Linked DNA regions of Oryctolagus cuniculus: region 1 is linked to region 2. The links are chromatin contacts, called in public Micro-C maps. All regions are on one chromosome and are shown on one strand. Each heading gives the region's core, a stretch centred on a gene start, on an enhancer-like site or on the middle of the called end of the contact. The rest is flanking DNA. Distances are from core to core; before and after follow the strand shown.

Region 1 (6,457 bases), core at 3,328-5,827, 150 kb after region 2:
AGATTTATTTTATTTGAAAGACAGAGTTACCGGAGGGGGGGGGGCAGGGAGAAAGAAAATCTTCCATCTGCTGATTCATTCCCCAAATGGCTGACGTGGCCAGGGCTGGGCCAGGCCAAAGCTAGGAGCCAGGAGCTTCATCTTGGTCTCCCACATGGCTGGAGGGGCCAAGTACTTGGGTCATTCTCTGCTGCTTTCCCAGGCACATTAGCAGGGAGCTAATGGGATGCTGGCATTGCAGGTGGCAGCTTTTCCCATTATGCCAAAGCACCAGCCCCTGATTTCATTTTTTTTTAAATGTTGATTCAAAGTACCAATGACTTGGCCTGCGCTGCAGCTCACTTGGCTAATCCTTCGCCTGCGGTGCTGGCACCCCAGGTTCTAGTCCTGGTTGGAGCACTGGAATCTGTCCTGGTTGCTCTTCTTCCAGTCCAGCTCTCTGCTATGGCCGGGAAGGCAGTGGAGGATGGCCCAAGTGCTTGGGCCCTGCACCCGCATGGGAGACCAGGAGGAGGCGCCTGGCTCCTGGCTTCAGATCAGCGCAGCATGCCGGCCGCAGTGGCCATTGTGGGGTGAACCAACGAAAAAAGGAAGACCTTTCTCTCTGTCTGTCTCTCTCACTGTCTAACTCTGCCTGTCAAAAACAAACAAACAAACAAAAAACAAAGTATCAATGACTCAACAGCCTCCAGAATTAGCTGACTATCAATGATTTGCACAACTCCTGGATATTCAGCCAACAATTCTCCTGAGTTAGGACAAAGCTGGCTCTAGCAGGCCTTCCCGCATGCTTGTCTGTCCCTGGCCTGTTAGAATTAGCTGGATCCTTACCAAACACCTGTTACGTCCACCTGTCTCTGGACTTCTTGGAGGGTTAAACACATCCATGCCCTCTCTGAACATGCAGCTAGTGGGTGGAGGGACTTCAGTCTACCCTAGCACCTGTGGCCAGGGTTTGGGTAGTGACAGGAGACACACAATAAGGACTCCCAGAGGTGGTGACATTTGTCAGACTGACCATTGTGCCCCTGCTCCAATGATGGAAACAGGTTTCAGCGTGGACATCTGAGTGGGCTGCAGGAGCTCCCCCTCCCCCATCCGACCTCCTGGTGACACCTGTGTGTGGAAGCCACAGCCACCAGATCACCATGTGACAAAGCAAGTTCCTTCTACCCTCCTCCTCCCAGGCACTCACCATCTGCCCTACGGCTCGGCAATATTTCAAGAAATTCTGCCTTCTCTTCATCTGGGGAGATCCATGGCAGGGCACCAAGGAGTTGCTCACGGCCATTTCTTCTTTCTGCCTTTTATTGCCAAAACGCATGGTGTGGCAAATGCAGAAGGGGAGACAAGGAAGAAGAGGGGGGACCTGCCCTGAGAAGAGACAGAAGTCATTGTGTCCCCAGGCAGCAGGGTTTCCACCCTACACTCCAGGGGCCCCACAAGACCCTAAATATGCATGACTGCGGATATACGGGGCTTAGCAGGATGGATCCAGGTGGGGGACATTTCTCTGACTTCAAGTGTCGTATCAGAGCAGGAAGGGAGGTACGGAATGTATGGGGTGGGGCCTGGCGGGGGCCATCCATCACCCACCCATCGGGAGACACATGGTGCACTGGCACCGGGCCAGAGTGGTGGCTGTGGGAGGGGACAAGGGACACCTCTATGGACAGATGAGTAGCAGCCCAAGGGCCTCCCCACCCCTGCCATCAACACCCACAGATAGCCTGGGAAGACCTGTGCTCTTGGATCTTGGACCCTACTCAGGGACATGGGAGACAATGCTACCTAAGACTGAGGCCTAGAAAGTGAAACAAAGCCTTGTGCTGGTGCCCACAGGTTCACTTGGGGCTCTTCTGTTCTCTGTGTCTTGAGGGGCTGGGCCCTGCAGGCCATCTCCCTCGCACCTGGACTTGGCTAACAGAAGGCACTGGCAGGAGAGCAGAAGGCGGTACTAACCTCTGGGTTGCCTCACCAACTCCTGGTCAGCTCTGATCTTCCGTGATCTGCGTTACCCAGTCCCGGCATCCCCACCTCTCTGTGTGGTGGTATTTCATGTGGTCTCTGTTTTCCTGGTTAGGCCCTGCCTGAACCAAGTTGGTTTATACTCAAGGTGGGGTGCAATTTTGGACACTTCTTATTGTCACATTTCTTTATGCCATAGTGAAATTCACCTACCCTGTTCTCCCACGCTGTTTGCTACGTGTCCCTATTGACGTCTGTGTATCACCCCTCCCAGTCAGATGACATGTTAAGGCGATTTTTCCAGAAAGGACGCAGAGAGGTAACCTGCACAGCAGGTGTTTGAGATGGAGCTGGAGCGTCTGAGCTTCGGATCCCAGGGCCTGCTCCACATTTGGGCCTAATCCTTTGTAAGTGGGCCAGGCTTTACAGAGTGAATAGATCCTCACAGAACACAAAAATGCCCAAGGAAGAGCTTCGGCATCACTCTCACCCTGCCTTCCTTCTGCAGCCTCCCACGCCCCTTCTCATTAAGACAAAACTCAGTCTGGTCTTTAGCTGACACACGACATGTCTCCAATGGGGCCACACATGAAGGAACACCAGGCATCCCTGTATGGGGAACAGGTGGATTAGGGGTTCTTTGCGACAGTCTAGAAGTGACCGCTCAAGAAGTGACTGGGTGAAGGGCGAGGACTAGGATATGAGCAGGGAGCACCACCAGGGAGGGAGGCAATTTGGAGACAAAAAAACCTTCTGAAGAGGCGTTGGGCCTAATAAACTGAAAGGCAAATGGGAACTTTACTGCTTTTGGCCAAAGAACACTGGCAGAGTTTCGGGGCAAAGGGCAAGTACAAGGCATTCTTCTGAAAAGCTTATAAGATTTCAGATAGGCAAAAATGAAATTAAGTTTCTGAAAATAAAATAGACAAGGCTTTGGAGGTGGTTTTTATGAGAAGGACACCATCAGAACAATCCACTCCTGTGTCAAGGAGATCACAGCCTGAACTAGCTCCCAGTGTGTTCTCCTAAGCTACTCACTCAGGCAAAGAAGAGGTCCATCCAGCACCCACTGTGCTTGCAAAGGTCTGCTATACAGCTGTGTTGCAAGAAAGTTAATTGACATTTCCTAGAATTGTTGGAGAACAATGAAAGTACTGTCAGCTTGGGAGCCCCAAAAGTCACGTGATGAAGAAGGGCTGTTGATAAGAGGGTACTTCGAAAAGTCTGTGGGGGGCAGCCATTGTGGGACACTTTGGGCATCGCTTGGGACAACTGCATCCCATATGGGATTACCAGTTGGGGTCCTGGCCACTCTGCTTCCAATCCAGCTTCCTACTAATGCGCCTGGGAAGGCAACAATGATGGACCAAGTACTTGGGACTCCGTCATCCACTTGGGAGACCTGGATGGAGTTCCATGTTCCTGCTTCAGCCTGGCCTAGCATGAGTTATTGTGACCATTTAGGAACTGAACCAACAGATAGAAGATCTCTCTCTCTCTCTCTTGTTCCCGTTGCCATTCTGCTTTCCAAGCAAACATCTTAAAACAAAGTTTGGGGAAAAATGAAATTAAAAGATGTTTAGTTTGGTGTAAAAAAATTCCATAAACTTTTAGAGGTCCCCGCATTCACATTTATTTCAGATTTTTCTAGCGCCAAAAGAAACTTAATCTTTTAATTCTATTTTCTGCAAATGTTTTGAAATGCCTTCCTATTTATTTGTCTTTATATTTAAAGGGACAGATGATGATTCTGAAGTAAGTTTAATTCAAGACTTGTTTAAATTGTATTTATCCACACCAAATTTTTGTGTTTTATGTTCGGATAAAACACTTTTTAAAAACAAAACAAAGCACAACTCGCTGGCTTTGGACCCGTAGCATTTCCAACATCTGTAAAACAATCCTGGGGTACTACACCCAGCTCAGCCGCCTACTGGGTACATGACCTCGCTGATGGTATTGAAACTTTCTGCATCTTTAAAATGCGGTGCCTAAGTTACTTCCTCTTGGAATTGTTGAGAGGCGAAATTATCAGCTGTGCATAAACAGAGTTAAATTAATGTCAGCCACTATCTTCTCGCTAAGCAGAACCCATTTGGCAGAGTGCATGCACGTGAAGTGAGAAAAGCAAACCTTGTCAAGGGACATCATTTCTTACCAGGATGGAAAAGATCAAGTCTCTGCTGATCGAAAAATAGTGAATCCAATCAGGACCCGCATGTGAAGCCTGCTCCCGCCCGCTACCCCGCACACATTCTCCGGACATTCGGTCGCTCTCTAAGCCTGACCCTGCACATTGTAATTTCTCCACTTCTCGGCGCAGAGCGCCCTTTCAGCAGAGACTTAACCAATCGCAAACCCCAGCACACCGTCACCGGGGACGCTGGAGCGCTCCCAGGCCTGCGAGTTCTCTGGTGGGGGCGCAGGGCTCGGCCTGGGGCGAGGGTGCCGCGCCGCCCCCTGCCCACCGTACTCGGCGATCGCACCCCCCCCACCCCACGCCCGTTTCTCCAGCGCCTTCCTCGCGCCCGCCCTTCCCCCGGGTGTCGGAGCGCGAAGCGGGAGGCGGGCTCAGAGCTGACGGGCTGCGGCTCTGCAGCCAGAGGGAGGAGGCGGGAAGGCGGGCGGAGGAGGAGGAGGAGGAGGAGGTGGAGGAGGTGGAGGAGGAGGCGGGGACTACGCGGGGCGGTAGCTGGCGCCGAGCGCGGTGGGAGCCGACAGGGTACCCGGCTGGCTCGGCTGGCGGCCTCCGCCCGGATCTCGGCGCTGCAGCCCTGCGCCTCTCCCGCCCTCGTCTCCCGGCCCGCGGCCCCGGGCTCGGCGGAGGCGGCGGAGCTCTGGGCCACTGGTAGGTTGCACGGGCACGGCGTTTCCGCCTGCAACCTTTTGTGCCGCAGAAAAGGTGGTAGGGATGGCTGGGCGGGGGGGGGAGAGGGGTAGGGTGGGGAGGGGGCTGCCCCCTGCCTCCGATCCCCGGTGCCAGCCCCAGTCACGGCGCCGCCCCTTCCTCCCTGCCTCGTGTCCAGGCCAGGCGCGCAGTGCCGGAGATCCCCGGGATGGGTGGCTGCGGGGCGGCTGCAGCGTCCCCCACGGCCTCGGCGGGCCGGTGCCCGGGCACCCGAGCGGGAAGCTGAGGACTGGTGAGCTGGGTGGGGCCCGCGCGGGGTGCGGGGAGCCCGCGGCTCCTGGCACAGGGGTGGGGCCCGAGACGCCGTGAGTGTGCAGAGCGCGTGTGAGTGAGTGTGCGGGGGTGTGCGCCCCCGTGTGCGCGCGGCGTGCGCTCGCCCGGGAGGTGCGGGCTCGGCGACCCGGAGCGCCTGTGCCGCTGTGCAGCGCCGCGGGCTCCCTCAGCTGCAGTGCCCGCACCGCGGGGCGGCGGGCCTGGCACCCCTCGGGGGACTGGGCTGCTTCCCCGGCCTGCTGCGCCCCTGGCTGCGTGCCCGGCCGCGCGCAGGGTGCGACTGCCCCAGCCAGATAGCGTCTCGGGGCGAGCCCGCGGGGCCTTATCTCGGCGGCCGTCCTCGCCCGCGCTGCCACCTGGGGGCGAGGCCGCCCGCGTCGGCCGGGCCGCGGCCGGGGCCGCGTGCGGTGCGGGGCCCGGCTGCTGGCCGGAATGGAAAGCAGCAGATGTCGTGGGGGGCATCCCCGCCCTCGCCCCACCTGTCGCGGCTGGACTTCGGGGCGGGTGGGAAGCGGAGGGAAGGGGTTTCCGGGCGGGCGGCGGGCGGACCTTGGGCAGCGCGGCCCCATTGTGAAGCTGCCAAACTCTCTCTAGTGGTGGAATCTGCGAATCTGCCAGGAAGGCGGTGGGGACGCGCAGGCGGGCGGTGATGGCCCCGTCCTTTTCCCCTTGCAAGTGTTCCACGTCCGTTGGGGACTCCCTGCTTCCCCACCCACGCCAGTCTGCACACGGGTGGGCTGGGATTTTGTGTGGAGCGAAGATTCGGGTGCGTGCGTGCGGGCGGCGTGGTGCGCAGGTAACAGTGGCGCCAGGAACTTTGTAATAATCAGGGAGACTGGAACAGGAGCGTCTTACCAAGGGCTTGCCTCCCAGCATACCCTCCCAGACGTTTTATTTTACGTGGTTTTTCTCGAAGAGCCGCCTTACAACCAAGGGTTGTATTTGCTTTGTCTTCTAACCCTGTGGAACTGGATGCACGCTTGCCTCGGAGATAGTAATGACCCCGCGCCAAAGTTTTGTTTTCCCAGACATTTCAAAATACGGTACTGGTTATTATTGCAGAATCTGTTACTACTGTGTTCGTTCAGAGCTACGATTGATGCTTAAACTTTTATATTTAATCACAGATTTCTCAATATCCTTTATTATGTAACTGTGTGGGTTAGAAACAAAATGGACAGGATGAAATGTAAGAGGTGATCAGCTTAGGGTCCTCTTAATTTGATAAGAACTGATGTAGGGAGTATGCTTTTGCCAATATTGTAGCTTATTTAATTACAAATGAGACTTTGTAGTAGTTACTATTCT
Region 2 (6,480 bases), core at 673-3,172:
CCGGGACAGAATCCGGCGCCCCAACCGGGACTAGAACCCGGTGTGCCGGCGCCGCAAGGTGGAGGATTAGCCTATTGAGCCACGGCGCCGGCTTCTTTTCCTTTTCAATGATCAGTCAGCACTTGGTCCCTACAAAGCATGCATTTAAGTAGTTAATCTGAGAAAATAGTTTTAAACTGTCCTACCCAGAATGAACTTAATCACGTATCTTTAAAGATTATTAAGCAGAGGTAACATCTGTAAGGGAGACTAAACTGGCTTGAATTACATAAATGGATATCATTTTAAGCTTTCTTTACCTTGGAATTTCCAAGAAATTAGGTTTAGGAAAAAGTATTGAAGGAGGCTGACTACAAGAGGTTTGCAAAAGGAATGTCGGGATATTTGGTTGTGCTTTTCACACTCTCCCCTGCACAGTATCAAATAAAATCAACAAATACCTGTGGAAATACTTATTGCGTAATTGTTTTGATAGCCTGACCTTGTGTGGCCAAGAAAATAAGGCAGTTAAGCAACATTTTAGATAAAATCAGGCTGTAACTGAGTTTCAACGAGGGTGAAAACCATCCAGGCCACAAGCTGAAGCCCAGGTAGTATAACAAGCACGCGTTCCAACTTAAACGCCGTTAATATTTCAATGCACACGTGAACTTGGATTCAGACTTCTCCTGTGAATCCCTTTAGCGTAACTTCTGAAAAACGGGCCGGCACAGTTGTTGCCTAACGCCAAAGGCGGGGAACCCTAAACACACCAGCTACTTCTCCAGTACCGGCTTCAGCTTAAGGATCGCATTCCTCCCACCAGAAATGCCCTCGACATCGAGGCCACACAGGGCACTCGGGTTTCCATTTGGAAGCGACAGCTCTACTTGGGCTCAGACACGCCCATTGGAGGGCAGTCCACACCGGGGTAAAAATGTATGCGTTTCCCTTTAACACGGCAAGACTGCTTCCTGGGCTCCATTTCTTCCCGCCATAGGGGATTTTAATTTAGGGTAAAATTCCACAGCCAGCGACTCGGGGCGTCGGCTTGCGAGCCCGCGCAAGCCCGGGGTCTCGGGCACCAGGAAGCGTTTCCAAGGCTGGTTACTCCATTCTTGCGGGTAAAGTCCAAGCCTAACCTGCGAAAGACCACTAAGGAAAGCGGGACTACGAGCAGCCGGAGGCTCTGCACGCCTGACAAGAGAGCTCGCCCAGCTACCGCTCAGCTCACGCGGAACAGCGCAACGCCCACGGCCCTCCTGCCCCTAGAGCGCCTGCGCAACATCTCCACCGACTCCGCGAAACCTTTCTTCAGGCCCGTGGAAGCGAATGATTGTGAAATGACTGTCAGGGGCCACCTCACTTTACTTGAAAAAAAAAAAAAAATTTAAAAAGAGTAGGTATCACAAGCACACCAGAATGACCGCTCACCAAGGTAGTCCTAAATGCAAACGACAGGATTTAAGCCGCCTCCCGCGACTTATGTGGTGCTGCCGGAAGCGGAACTCCACCCGGGACGTTAAGAGGGGCGTCCTTTTGCGGGAGGCGGAAACTCGGTCCGGAGAGGTGAGGAAGGCGCGTTTGGCTCCTGCCGGAAGTTGTTCCGCCCGGCGAGCTTTCGGTGTGAGACCCAAGGCGGGCGGGGAAGAGGCGTGCCCGAGATTCATGAGGTGTAGTGGTGCTGAAGGTGCCTCAATGGGGCCCTTCGGTTGCTACTGAAGGGAGAAGACCCGCGTCCACGCGTGCGGCTTGGAGTCTCTCGAAGAACCACCCATCCCGGCCCTCGGAGTTAGAAGGGGTGAACGGAAACCTGGATGCGCTCGGCCGTGTCCAGCGGCTCGCGGGACGACCGCGGCGGCGGCGGCGGCGGCAGGTGAGGGCCCGGCGAGCGATGGAGGACCGGAGATGCAGAGCAGGCTGCGCGCAGGGTCGCGGCCGCGGTGGGCGTTGGCTGTGTTCGCTGTTGTGCTCTGCGGACCCTAGTTGGGCGCGTGCTCCTCTGAGGGGGCATGGGCCGGGGCGAGTGGCAGCGTGGGCATGGGGGAGTGGCGGTTCCGCGCAGAGCTCGGGTCCGCTCGCGTCTCGCGGTCTCTTCCTCCTGGGAAGCCGCGCACTGCAGCTGCCGAGCTGCCACCGCGCGCCGCGTCTTTCCTCCGCCGGGGTGGGCAGCCTCGAGTTGGGGAACGGATGTGGGCAGAGGTGGCTGTTTTCGTTTTCATGCCGCGGTCTTGTCGGCGCCTCCGCGTGCCCCCTAAAAAGAACAAAAGCCTCGTGGGTTTCAGTGTTCCGTGGTCTGAACGGAGGCTGCGGGCCACCGCCTCGCCTGGGCGACGGGGAAAGTGTTGCATCCTCGTGCCCTGGGTGGGCGAGGCCGGCAGAGTGACCTCTGGACCCCCATCCACGAGGTTCTCTGTGACTTACTGGGTGTTGACCGCGCCCGGTGCCTTGCTTTGCCCTGCAGAAATGCTACGCTGGGGGAAGCATGGCTGACTTCAGCAAGAGCATCCTCTCTGGGAGTTCACTGGGAAAGAATTCTGTTTGGCTGTCACAAGTTCTTCAGTGAAATATATAGTTGTTATTGTAGGCGGATAATAATAGCAGCCATTGACGAAGGTCTCACCGTGTCAAATGCTTTACGTGTTTCTCCATCCACGCCTTCAACAATTCCCTGACATTAAACGACCACTCCCCTTTTACAGAGTTAGAAAGTGAGAGGTCAAGTAACGCTAGTGTTTAGCTGAACGTCCGAATCTGTTAGGAAGCTGATCTGACTTCGAGGTCTGTTTTCTCTGTTGTCCTACCATTATTCTCCCACAGTTGTAACTTCTTCACTAGCACTTGCAGCGGCTGAAAGAATTCATTAAGATATATATATATATGTGTATATATATATTTATCTGTATGCGTGTGCGTACCTGTGTCGGACAAGTGACAGATACGTGCAGAATTCAGTAGTTCAGCACTCGCTATACTTCAGCACTGCAGGCTTATTTAAAGCAAATTGTTAAACTGATGGGCAGAAGGTTCAGAGTTGTATAAGCAATGGTTGATGTCTAAGTTTTAAACTCATGTGACTTGCAGGGTGTGAGGATTTGAACTGAACAAATGATGGAGCATTTACAGATCACCCAAATAAGTGCCATGCACCTGGTTAAGTACTGACAATATATAGTTCTTTGTTTTCCAAAAGCTCCCATGTAGATAGTGGCGTAGAAGCATGAATTTTCTTAAGTGGAAATGGTCTCTCGTGCTTATGCGAGAAGATGTCCTTATTGTTTGGAGATGTTTAGAAATGAAGTTTGTTGGTGCCTAGAACTTGTGTGTCTGTGTGTGTATGGCAAAATGTTGGTAATTTTTGAATCTAATTGCAGATGGATGGATATTTAGTGACTGTTCTTTGAACGTTTCTGAATATTTGAAATTTTTCATAATAAAAACTTGGGGAGGATAAACAACTCTGAGAAGAGCAGATAATTGCAAAGATAAATCTGAAATGCCCTGAAGAGTAGAAGACCAGAGAGGGTTTTGATGTATCCTTGGGGTCTGGCAGAGGCATTGTAGTTCTGGGGAAGCCCTTTTTGTCAGGATCTTTCAGTTGGTTGTTTAAGGGGCAATGGGAACTTCCAAGGAGAACCATGAACTCCAGGCAAAAGGAAATACAATCCTAGCAAAAAGATATTAAATAGCTGTTTGAAGGAGTAAAGGTGAGAAAAAGACTTTTTCTCAGCCAGTGGTCATGATAGTCTTGAGAAGCAAGCAAGACAGACTGAAAAGGTGAAATGAAGTCCCCAGGAGCAGCAGTGGCAAGTAGCTTCGCAAGGTGGGAGATAAATACAGACATCCAGTTGTTTGTGTTTTCTCTTTGCCTGTTAAATGTAGGTCAGAAATCTAAGTAACAGCAGTTAACAAAATATATGAACAGCTAACATTTACTGAGTGCTTAACATGTGCTGGTTGCGTCGCATTGTCATTTAATCTTCAGAATGTACGAATTTATAATCCCATTTTACAGGTAATAGTTGGAGAGGTCAATAGCTTATGTGAAGACGCAGACTTAAAAACTTTCAGAAAAAGACTTCAAATTTAGTTTTGCCATAGAACAGAGTAGTGGTTCTCAAAGTGGGATTCCAAGACAATCAGCGTCACCATTACCTTGGAACTTTAGGCAAAGTGAAATACTGTCCTCCTCCCTTCCCCCAGACTTTTTCACTTAACAGTTTTAACAAGCTCTCTAAGTGATTCTGATGCATACTGAAGTTTGAGAAGCACTGCTTTAACTGTAGGCACTTTTAAAATAATGATTTTATTTATTTGTTTGAGAGGTAGAGCTACAGACAGGGCGTGGGGGGGGGGAGAGAAAGAAAAGGAGAGAGAGAAAAAGATGTCTTCCATCTGCTGGTGCGTGCCCCACATGGCCACAATGGCCAGAGCGAGGCCCATCCATGGTCTTTGGTTTAAAAGAGTGGTCTTTGGTTTAAACAGACCTAGGTTTGAATTACATTTGTAGCCATTATGGATTGTGTGGCCAAGGGTCAAGTTACTTAAGCTTTTGTTTTTTAGGATTTATTTATTTATTTTATTTGAAAGGAAGAGTGACAGCAAGAGAGCAAGATCTTCCTTCCACTGGTTCACTTTCCAAATGGCTGCAACAGCATGTGTGGGCCAAGAGCCAGGAATCCCATTGGTATCTCCACAAAAGTGGCAGGGTCCAGGTACTTGGGCCATCTTTTGCTGCCTTCTCAGATACATTAGCAGAAATCTAGATTGGAAGTGGAGTAGCTGGGATTCCAGCTGGCACTTTGATAGTGGACACTGGTGTTGCAGGTTGCAGCTTAACCTGCTGTGTATGTGCCAGCCCCTCAAATTACTTGAACTTTGGAACTTTACGTATTCATTTGTAATTAAATGATGGTCATTTATGTATTTATAAAATAAGGAAAAGATCCCTTACCGGAGAATGGCTGAGAGATGGTTTCATCACAAAGTAGTAACTAAGTGCTTCCCAATTTTTTTCACGTGGAAGCATAGGTAGGGATGGATAGTAGTTGTATAGAGTAGTGGGAAAGTTGAGGAGAGTGCTGCTGGTGGATCACTGCCCAGGGACTTTGAGTGGTCCTGGAGGCTGAGCCAGTCAATTTCTTGGCATGCCTATAGCTCATTTGTGGGGAGGCGACATGTTGGGAAGCTCTGCATTAATACATTAAGTACTTACACTGTTTTCCCAGTCCTTGGGCCCCTGCACCCGTGTGGGAGACCCAGAGGAAGCTCCTGGATCCTGGCTTTGGATTGGCGCAGCTCCGGCTGTTGTGGCCAGTTGGGGAGTGAACCAGCAGATGGAAGCCCTCTCTCTGTTTCTCCTTCTCTCTGTGTAACTCTGACTTTCAAATAAATAAATAAATCTAAAAAAATGCACTAAGTATGTACCAGGTAACAATGTTGAATAAATGTTCATTCTCTTACAATTTATATTGTGGAGAGACACAAAGTGTTAAGTAATGACAAAGTTGTGGGGTGACCAAAGGTCAAAATAGTTGAGTCCTGAAAACTATTAAGGAAAGTTTTGTGGAGGAAGATCTGTCCGGTAGTTGGGATGTGCCAAGCACTAGGAAGACAAAGATACTGCCTCATGAGCTTTCTCCTGTTATGACAATAGTGAACACATGTTTTGCTTACCATATGCTTCCATTGTTCTGTGCTTCCCCTCATCCTTCCTCAAACTTCATTGCAAATTGGAACCACCTGGTAAGCCTTAAAAATACCTGAGCCCTACTCTTAAATTTTCTGGTTTAATTGGAATGTAATATGACCTATACTTGTGACACAAGCATTTTTGAAATATTATGTTTAATTTTTACAACAAGCTATGACATGGATACAATTTACTGACGAGGAAGTCGAGGCCCTGAGGTGTTAACTTTGTTCAAAGTCACACGGCTTTGTGTGTGGATTTAAGCCCAGATGTTCTATCCCCTTGCTCCTTGCTCTTTACCACTGGAGATCTGTAAGTATCTCTATGTACTGAAATGAAATAAAAGAAAGGAAAAAGAAAGCCTTGCTTGGCCTTGTGTTCTCAGGCTCAATTCCTCTGCCTACCCTTATAGCAAAACCCTTCAAAACAACTATCTGTGTAACCTATCTCTACTACCTCTCCTTCTATTCCTTAAATGCACCAATCATTGAGTACAAATGAAAATTCGTATTGAGGCTTCCCATTTTCTGTAATTTTTCTTGGCTTGCCTGCTCTGCTTCAACCTCCTGACTGTTCCTTGAATGTGGAGAATATGCCAACCCTGCTTCTGTGTCAAGGTCTTTAGGTTTCTTCCATGAATAGCTCTTATTGTACAACTCCATGGCTGACTCCCTCATTTAACTTAAATTTCTGCCCAAATATCACCTTATTAGATAGTTCTTCCTACCATATTTATTTGTTCACTTATCTCTTGTCTTTCTCTAAATGAATAAATGACAGTTTCAGATCTAGGCTTATAATCAAATGTG

The links. Hi-C and Micro-C count contacts between places; a contact is called where the count stands out from the background.
Region 1: a Micro-C map of ear pinna shows a contact between it and region 2, with 4 times the contacts expected there. The contact joins the promoter of MACIR here to the promoter of GIN1 in region 2. A contact is called at or near these places in 2 of 6 Hi-C or Micro-C datasets (ear pinna and an unstated tissue).

Annotation. Positions count from the first base shown.
Region 1 is chr14:25,705,423-25,711,879 of mOryCun1.1, forward strand. It overlaps MACIR (macrophage immunometabolism regulator), which reads left to right and starts at 4,578. Exons shown (of 3, transcript XM_051853595.2): 1 at 4,578-4,816.
Region 2 is chr14:25,560,178-25,566,657 of mOryCun1.1, forward strand. It overlaps GIN1 (gypsy retrotransposon integrase 1), which reads right to left and starts at 1,923. Exons shown (of 8, transcript XM_008261986.4): 1 at 1,793-1,923. PPIP5K2 (diphosphoinositol pentakisphosphate kinase 2) reads left to right here and starts at 1,716. Exons shown (of 29, transcript XM_070056500.1): 1 at 1,716-1,855.